2 separate regions of the Mus musculus genome follow, and region 2 is linked to region 1. The links are chromatin contacts, called in public Hi-C maps. All regions are on one chromosome and are shown on one strand. Each heading gives the region's core, a stretch centred on a gene start, on an enhancer-like site or on the middle of the called end of the contact. The rest is flanking DNA. Distances are from core to core; before and after follow the strand shown. Region 1 has its middle 9.8 kb from the start of Mtmr12. Region 2 overlaps Pdzd2 (PDZ domain containing 2).

Region 1 (4,967 bases), core at 694-3,193:
TTTATTTTATGCCGGGCGGTGGTGGCACACGCCTTTAATCCCAGCACTTGGGAGGCAGAGGCAGGTGGATTTCTGAGTTCGAGGCCAGCCTGGTCTACAGAGTGAATTCTAGGACAGCCAGGGCTATACAGAGAAACCCTGTCTTGAAAAAAATAAAAATTTATTTGAGTGTGTGTGTGTGTGTGTGTCCGCCTGTCCTGTGCCTGTGGAGGTCAGAGAACAGCTTTGTGCAGTCAGAGGTAAGGGGTTCAATAGTGATTATTGACTTGTTTCCAACTCAGTTCTTGTCTTGCCGTCTCCAAGAATGAGGTGATCAATGAAATGTACAAGTTAGGACTAATAACTTTCTAAGTGGGATAAAAACCATCTAAAACAGGTTGCCATGCTGGTGATTTAAATAAAACAGGCCAGAACTCTGAGTAGCCATAAGATGCTCTCAAGAGCCATTATGGATCTATAAAATGTTGCAGCTCTGGGGAGTGTTAGAATTCTAGATGCCAGCCAAGGTCAGTTCCTTGTAGATGAAGTCTACAGGTTGAGCAGGGTTAGAATTCTCCCACGCCCAGGCTTTCTTATGATGTTCCAAGGTAGTAGATGTGACTCCAATGCACCTTTCCATCCGTATCTCCCAGAACACCATGCATTCAAACCCTCATGCAACCTCCAGAGCTCTCTACACTGCTGTTCTGTCTCTCAGTTGGGCCTATATGGGTTTGTGAGGTGCTTCTCTTGGGGCCGGGTATAGTAGTAATTTCTCATTCTAGCTCCCAAATAATTGACACAACAACCTATTAAGTTTATTAACAAGCTTTGGGCTATTCTGACCCTCTAAACTATCCATTTTCCAGCTGCCAGGTCCTTATACCTTCAATCCAAGTCTTGCTCTGACTTGCTCTGCTCCACGTGTGTCCTCACGGCAACTCCCTTGGTGACCTGCTCATCACAACTCCTGGACCCTCTCTCTGCCTCATGGCCACCTCCACCTGGTCTCTCTAACTGGGATCAGAAGTCCTGCCTTCTGTCCCAGCAGTGTGCTGATAGGGTCTCTGTTAACCAATTAGAGAGAGTTGGGGAACATTCTTTACACAACATTGATACAGGGGATGGTTCAAAAATCATGACGATGCTAGCATCTGGGCTGTAACCAGATTTCTGGGCACAGAAATCGGCAACTGAATACAAAGTGCACAAGACCAAGCCCCAGGAGGGGAGGAGGAGCCAATGCCTTTTCTTGGAACTAGGGAACGTTGAAAGGCGCCTCCTTATCGACGTGAGCAGAGCCAGAGAAAGCAGAGCACAGAACCTTTTCTACAAGCAAACCGCTTACTTCCCTCATGGCATGAGGTTTCAAACTGTTTCTGTGGCTAGTTCCTCTCCAGCTGATTCCTCACAGGGACTGGAAAATCGCCCCCCACTTCTGGGTCTCCAGCTCAGCTCTGGCCGGAACATTTCTGTTCTGATTTCCCAGGCCTGCCTGTGTGAGATATTTGCAGAGTCCTACACTGCCTGCTTTACTTGGCTGCCCTGAGAATGTATTCCTGAGGCCAGGTGGATGAATGGTGAATTGACTCCAGTGTTCCGCAGAAGGTACGGAGCCAGGAAATGGCTGATCATTAACAGGCTCCAGCCGGAAAAAACTACGGGGTTAAAAACCCAGAGGTGTTACGTGGTAGCTCAGTGATTCCCAGTGTTCTCTGTTTGCCTTTGGATAAAGCATACTTACTTTCAACTGCTAAAAATTGCATTTTAAACCTTTGGGGTATATGACTGTTTCTAACATGAAATGGGGGTACGAGGGTGTCCTCAACCTCAGGTTCTTCTGCAGCTTCCTGAACAAGAAGCCTATCAGGTTTGCAGAATCGGAACGGTGAGCCAAGCCCCAAACAGGCCTGACCGCATTTTGAGCAACGATCAAATGTCCTAGTCGGAGAGACGTGACGTTTTATTAGCAAAGCTTCTCCTGGCCCTACAGCCGCCAAGGCTTCATGAGATCCTTTAAACTCCAAACCCCAGCCCCTCCCTCCACCGCTCCTGGACACTCTCACGCCTCCGCTTATCTAGCCTCAAACAAAGCAAGGGAGAGGAAACAGGTTCTCTGGGTGTCGGGGCTCTGTCAAAGCAGAGAAGAGACAGCTGGACGGCTGGTCCCTTGCTTTTCTCTGGCCCATGGTACAACTTTGGCATCAGATACGTGTTGCTTTTATTTTGTGGTGCACAGCAGTCACGTGATTGGATGGCATATACAAGCATTATATTGTGTGACTCTTCATCATTTGAGACAGCAGTAAGCCCCCTTCTCCTTCCTGGTGACCGTCGCTGAAACAGATGCAAAGTCTTGAATTCTCTTGTCTTGGAATGAGTCGCAAGACATTTAAGTGGGGAGCCACAAGATTGAGTTTTTCTGGTTGCTGTCTTGTGCCAACTCTCCCTCTAGGCACGTGCACGAGAACATGCATGAGACACACACACACACACAAAGAGGGCGGGGCATTGTCTCTGTCACTTTGCCCCCACAGCTTTCCCCACGACAGAGGGGCATTTGAGAGAAGAGTGGGCCTGACCCCAGCACCTCTGTGTGGGAGTTTGTGTGGGCAGCAGAGAATTTGGAAGGGTGGCATGACTCTTTCAGTCACTTGTTTCTGTGTCTTCTGAGTTTTCTCGTGGCTCAAGTGAGCCGAGGAAAGGCTGTCAGGGAAGAGAGCTGCTGCCGGACTCTGCAAAGGAAACAGCCGCACCGCACCTACTTAAGGAAGCAACCGGAGCCAAGAGAGGATGGCTTGCCTCTACCTCAGCATGCTCCAGGCCTGTGGCACTCACAGGAACAGAGGAGAGTGACAGGGACCCCAGTCTCAGCGCAGAGCACCTTCCCTTCTTGGGGACAGACAAGTCCCTAGGTCTCCTCATGATCCATACCAGACCAGCCCTAAGTTTCCATTCAGTGGAGCTGGGAAGATGAAGAAAACATAGAAGTTAAAACTGAACTCACGTTCACTGGCTTTGTTCAGATAGCGCATTGTCTTAAATAGCTTCGGAGGTGGCCCCGACTTTCAGTGCGATTCTGAGAGGGTTGGTTTTTTTATCATGGTTGTTTACCTTTTAAAAAGTAAATTGAGAACTAAAGTATGCCCAGAAGATTTTAAGAAAATATCTCTTACTTGGGCAATGGTAATGAATCCCAGCACTCGGAAGGCAGAGGCACGCTGATCCCTGTGAGTTTGACACCAATCTGGTCTTCAAATCGAGTCCAGGACAGGCAGGGCTACACAAAGAAACACCCTGTCTCGAAAACAGAAAACAACAACAGAAGAAATAAACAATATTTTTTAGATATTCATTTACTCCTGTGTCTGCATGTGAAAAAAGGCTTTGGGAGTCTGTGTGTGTGTGTGTGTGTGTGACTGTCTCTCTGTCTCTCTCTCTCTGTCTCTGCCTCTCTCTCTCTCTCTCTCTCTCTCTCTCTCTCTCTCTCTCTCTCTCTCTCTCTCTCTCTCCCTCCCTCCCTCCCTCTCGTTTTTTTGAGACAGGACTTCTCTGTGTAGCCCTGGCTGTCCTGGAACACCAGGCTGGCCTGAAACTCAGAGATCCGCCTGCCTTTGCCTTCCCAGTGCTGGGCTCCAAGCTGCGTGCCACCACCGCTTGGCGAGGGCTATCCTTTTCTAGTCATCTCTGCTTGTTCCTTTCGTAGGAGGGAGGGTCTATCGTGGAACTCAGGGCCAGGGTTTCTTAGCGGAGTTGGAAGTATCAAGTCCCAGTGATTCTTCTGTCTCCTCTGCCGTGGTCCCTTATGTAGGTCCCAGGACACGACTCCAGTTCTCAGGATTGTGTGCCAAGCGCTCTTGACCTCTGAGCGAGCACTTGAGCTTTTGTCCTCGAGACAAGTTCTCACGTATGCCAGGTGGCCTCACACCTCGAGCTAATCAAGCTTACTCCATCACACCTGCTTTATGAGGTACTGAGAGTCACAGTCGGGACTTTGTGCCGACTGAGCTACATCCCCACACTTTGTGGCACCCCTCTTTGAAAGCTGCATTTGGAGACTGTTAAATTCTGTAATTCCTGGGGGGTGGGGGAAGCTGACCTAGGGTGAGTTTGTACTTCAAATTTCATGTGGTTGTGACACAGCAGATGTGTCTAGAGGAGGTATTGCGGGACAAAGGAAACAGGGTGAGAGCTGGGGTGGACAAAGCGACCTGGTCCAGTCTATTTGGACTTAGCATACTACTTTTTATAAACCCCGGTAGAGGGCGCAGTCTCCTCGTCCTTGAAGCGCCCACAGGTCATTGTTCTGAAGGCATCCCACCGAGTGAGTATTCAAAACACCAAGGATAGAGTTGGAGGTGCTGATCATGAAGCCCAGCAGGGCAGCGAACCGGAAGCTGAAGCAGGACGGTGGTCTGCAAGTTTGAGGCTAGCTAGTCTACATGGTACATTCCAGGCTATCCAGGTCTACATAGCAAGACCGGGTTGAAGAAAAGGAGGGGTGGGGAAGGGAAGGAGAAAGAGAGGAAGGAGGAAGAAAACAGCACAGACCAACCTTGAACTGCTCCTAGCTCACCCCTGAGAGGATGAAAGGACTCGTTCTAGATACTCGGATACTCGGACGGACTTATTCAGGAGGGTAGGTCGAGGCGCTGGCTGTGCAGCTTTGAGGTGCTTAGAAATTCAGAGAGTCTACCTCTTCCCTGGTCTCTAAAGAAGCGGTCAAGAGTTGTTGACTCTAGGAATACATTTATTGGGTCGGATGATTAGGGAACCTATGCCAAGACAGGCAGAGGCAGAAAATGGCACTGTTGTTTATTTGGTTGGTTGATTGGAGGGGGGACACTGTGTCAGGTAATCCAGACTCACTATGTAGCCAAGGGACCTTGACCCGCCTGATTTTCCTACCTAAATCTCCTACGTTAATGAGTACAAGTGTTCACAACAAGGCACTCGTTTTTTTTATTTTAATCCAAGCTATTTGAATT
Region 2 (4,703 bases), core at 802-3,301, 250 kb after region 1:
TTTTTCCTCCTATCATGTTTCTGCATCTCCTATTCTTTACCTTCTCCTTCATTCTGTTATAACTTTTCTAACAAGCATCTTTAATGACTTAATCAAGCACATTTCAGTCACATGTGCACATCTGTGGAATCACAGCTACCGCCCAAGATAAGCCGTAAGCATGCACATACCTGCTGGCATGGGAAGGGCTCCCGTCCGGACTCATACTACCATGATAAATACCAAGAATGACAGAAACTACCTACCTTGCTGGCCACCACCAGCTGTACCATCCCAGTGGCTGAGCGCAGAATAGCCACAGCTTCCTCATGGGAGAGCCCGACCAGTAAGTGACCATTGATCACCAGCAGTTCATCTCCTAAGGACAGCCTGCCATCCCTGAAGAAACGGAGATGGGAAAAAAGACCCCTGGTCAAGACATTCTGGGTTAGAGAAGTGCCGTCTTCTAGGAGCTAGGCAGAGTCATGAGACAGGACAGTTAGATAAGGTGGAAGAGGAAGGAAAGACAACCAAAGATGGTTTTGGGTGGGATTGCGTTAACGCTAGTATCCAGACTCATGGACTCTTTGACAGTCTCTGGGACTCTTGACAGTCACTTACCAATACACTCACTCTTAAGCTAAGCGTCTCTGACAACGAACGTCAATGACACTTCATCTGGATGACTATTGTGATAGAGCAACTAAGACCCTCAGGTTTTAGGAGACTCAAGTCAGTCGATCTTTCCCTAATCCTCCCTGTCATCAGCTCGGGGCTATTGCTAAGCTGAACACAGACAGTGCCAAGACACGTCAAACCCACCTGCGGCCCTTCACTGGTCTATTGTGTCTCCCTCCCCGCCCCATCAGACAGAAGCAGGATTCTTTCTGGGAAACTGGGGCTATGTGGTAAGTGTTGGTACCTCCGTACCCCACCACAGAGCTACAGGACCTTGAAGATAAAACTTTCCAAGGATTATTTCACTCTTGGGTCCCCCACAGAGGACAAACTAGCGAAGCAGAAGCAATCACAGCAATGAAGTGTTGAGCTTGCTATTGTTAAAGGTTTGAGATTTGATTCATTTCTGTGGTTGTAAAAACCTGGGCTTTTTTTTTTTCCATTTAAATTACGGCTGACTCTGAGCTCCTGTCTCACTGCTGGCAGGAGACTTTGCTGTTACTGGGACTGTCTCCTTAGGGCAGGTCACGGCCCTCAGTGCACACAACCCTCGAAACTGATTTCTGCAATGGATTCCGCTGAGCTGGCCAGGGTCTTGTCTTCCATAAACCAAAAGGCCCCTGACACTCAGACAGAAAATCTGGTGAAGCAGACCATGGCGCCTAGGGGTCTCCCTGTCTCTCAAGGCTTGCCATCACCATCCAGGTCCTACAGTGGAACCTGCGCATACCCAAATCTTCCCAGGTCCACATAGCTCTTTCTTCTGTGCTCCTCCCAATGAACCAACCAGCATCTCCCCTTCCATCTTTTTCTCCTTTCTGCCTTCAACAGCATCGTTCTCATTGTCTCCTTCTTCTAGGCTCACATGCTAGTCTTTCTTTAGAGTTTAGGCTATAAAAAAAAGATAAAAGGCACATGGGACTTCCAATAGCCTCTGCCTTCTATTTCCAAAAATCCCTACAGTAGAGAAACGCTAAGGGAGCTACCAGTTACTTAGCATGGTAAGAAAGTGGGGATGAGAAAGTCAGGAGGGAAGGGCACCCTGGAATCTAGGTGTATGGGTCGGAGCTGATCCTATGGGAGGAGGGAAGCCTGGCATAGACAAGGCAGTGGCCGTGGCTGGTGGGCTTACTTATTCCTAACACCACCAAGATGCCCCAGCCCATCCCTTCACTTATTCTACTCTCTAATTGCATTTCTCTCATCTCCTGGTATTAATTCAAACGCCCTGCTGGCGAGTCACAGACCACAGGGAAGAGAGACACACTGTTCCAGGCTAAAAGTGAGTGAGAAGAAAAAAAATATGATAGGACGGATTCAGCCCCAGCTCTGGTGGGAAAACAAGAGCATCATCTCTATAGAAAGCTTATCTCTGAGCACGGAGTTTCCCAATTGTCAACCTCCTAGATAGAGCAGAACGGAAGACATACCAGTGATGGGAAAACGGCTAGCTGCTGAGTTCCTTAAGGCCTATCGGGAACGATGCTCATCTGGGTTAAAACCATCTAACGTCTTAATATCTTAATGCTGTCACTTGGATAATTGACCGCTGGAGTTCATCTTACTGCTAGTGTCGTTTTTCTTAGCATCCTGCTTTACAGGCTGAAGAGCAAGAAGTCTGCTAGTTTCTGCCTTGTCCTCTCCTTAGTTTCCTGTTATCCAACCTAAATAACTTAGCTTCTTCAACTACACCTTATGAGATAGATTTTTCCTTCTCCATCTTGGGAAGGCTGACGTTGCTGTGGCCCGCTGTATCCCTCTTAGGATCTGGCTCCCCTGCCTGAAGAAATTCCAGACTAGGCAAAAGACAATGACTTCCCTATCAATGCCCTTCTCTGTGTACTCTTATTGTAGACATGTGGGCGTGGCAACACATGTACATACCCTACTGTGCCCTGTAAATAACAGATACTCCATGTGAACAGAAGCAAGTAGAACAACAAAGACCTTGCTTGACATTCGGGAACGGCTATAAGCCTCACACTCAGATAGCCTGATAGCCTTTTTCATCTGTGCTCCAGCTAAGCACAGTCCCTCTCCCTACTTCACACAATTGATATCAAATGAAACAAAACAAAGCCACCTTTATAAGTGCTGCTTTTTTAGGTTACACAAAGATTTACATTAATTTTTTTCCCCTTTTCATGTGCAGTAGAGACATGTGACCACAAGCCCGTGTGTGCGTGTGTGAAACTCTGATCTGACACATTTGCATGGTGGCCACCTTTTAAGACAGTGCCACTTTCCTGAAGTCACTGACTCAGAGGACTTCAGATGGCAGGACTGTGATCTCCTGTTGTGGGTGCATAAACTTCCTTGATAAATAAACACTTAATACCCCAGTCAGTGCCAGCATGCCAAGAGTTTGTAAGCAATCTAAGAGGGAGCACAAAGAGATCAAATCTCTGTTCCACGGTTTAGAATATCCTAAGCATCCTTCCTCATGAGCCACTTCCTGTGTTCAGAGGCATGCCCAGTGAGAGCGGCTCTTGTCTGTTTCCCTCCCGCGCTCCCACAAATCTTTTAATTACCAGAGCTTTGATCAAGCGAAAGACACTAGCACCCAGCACCCGAGGGAAGGGGAGGAGGAAGGCAAGGGGCAGAGGGATGGGGGAAGAGTTATCTAGTCACCTGTGAGCGGCACCTCCTTCCTTCACTTGGGTGACAACGATAGCGTGAGGTGAGCGCTTTGATCCTCGGCCTCCACTAACCTGAATTCCCAGCCCATCTGATTCTTTGAGCAGTTCCATCTTCCATATCCGGCCAACTTCCTCCTTGGAAGAAAAAGCGAGCATGCATGAAGGATGCTGACAGACACACAGCATTGACATGGGAGAGTAGCACTGTCACGAGAGGCCAGGCATCCGTCTCTTGTCACCAAATATCACAAATCAGCACAGAAGAAAAGGCCTCTATTAACTAGACCAAAGTCTGGCTGTCAGTGCTGTCCCATAAAACCTTCTAGAATAAGGGAAATGTTCGGTCTGTGTCATTCTATAGGGAACCACTGTCCACACGTGGAGCTTTTGAAAATGCATGGTGTAGGCCGAGTATCTAATTTTTAGTTTCATGGAATTCTAATCATGTGTGTAGCCACCCCAGTTACTGGCTCTGACATCATACATCCTATCAGGTGTCCTGTGGATAACGCATCCTCTACTTGCGATGCAGGTGCCACTGTGTCTGCAACACTGGTTTACTCTGGGATCCTTTTGCTTCTGCACAGCTGCTAATACACAGGAAGGCGAAAGGAGAAAAGCTCAGCTCAGGCTTGGGTACCAGGAAACCTCTGCTAGTTTAGGGGAAGCTTTGCCATGTATAGCTTAGAGGGCCACCTAATACAGAAATGCCTTCTCTTGCTTCTGACGTGCGCGCCATCATTACTACTTCGAGGCTTGTTGGAGGACTCAGTGGAGCATCCATGGGAACAGGTAGCAGCAGGATGAACCTGAGCAGATGTTGACAGGGGACCACGTAGCCCTTGCCGACTGTCCCTCGTGAGAGGCCCGGGATCAAACTGCTTTAGGTCTCTCTGCCTTTCGGAATGTTGACACGTGCATACTGAGATATATTGGGGATGGAGCACAAAGTTTAATATGAAATTCATTTGTTTCCTATGTAGCTTATAGAGGCTAAAGGTAGGATTATTCAAGATCTCCAATCCACTTGTTACCTTGACTATGAGTTATCTCAAAGGTCACAGCATGGAATCTTCCATTTATGGTATCATAGTAATTTTTAGATTTTGAGTATTTTTGAGTTTTGATGTTCAGAGCAGGATCACAACTAAGCATGTGAAACCAAATTGAACTGTATCTTATACGTCCTTAAAATACATACACGAGAAACCCAAACGAAAAATTGATGCATATGATATTGAGAGATAAATGTGTGTGCATATGTGTGTCTGTGTGTGTGCACATGTGTATGCGTACGTGCCCACAGAGCTCAGAAGAAAGCATCAAACCCCTTAGACTTGGAGTTACAGGCAGTTTTAAGTTGTATGATGTGGATTCTGGGAACTGAAGTCCAACCCTGCTAAACAC

What was found. A called contact is a pair of places that touch in the nucleus more often than the background predicts.
Region 2: a contact with region 1 is called in a Hi-C map of extraembryonic endoderm stem cells, with 2.1 times the contacts expected there. The contact joins two enhancer-like sites. A contact is called at or near these places in 1 of 484 Hi-C or Micro-C datasets (extraembryonic endoderm stem cells) and 1 of 115 datasets of contacts at active chromatin or transcription factors (memory CD8 T cells).

Annotation. Positions count from the first base shown.
Region 1 is chr15:12,192,723-12,197,689 of GRCm38.p6, forward strand. No RefSeq gene overlaps it. Among named protein-coding and RNA genes, the nearest start is that of Mtmr12, 9.8 kb to the right of the region's middle. Within about 2 kb of position 1,944, at least 104 of the 459 cell types and tissues checked have an H3K27ac peak or open chromatin away from gene starts, as enhancers often do. A contact at or near this core is called in extraembryonic endoderm stem cells, where this site is marked.
Region 2 is chr15:12,442,235-12,446,937 of GRCm38.p6, forward strand. It overlaps Pdzd2 (PDZ domain containing 2), which reads right to left. Exons shown (of 26, transcript NM_001081064.2): 5 at 3,289-3,431; 6 at 246-378. Among named protein-coding and RNA genes, the nearest start is that of Gm52211, 47 kb to the right of the region's middle. Within about 2 kb of position 2,052, at least 13 of the 459 cell types and tissues checked have an H3K27ac peak or open chromatin away from gene starts, as enhancers often do. A contact at or near this core is called in extraembryonic endoderm stem cells, where this site is marked.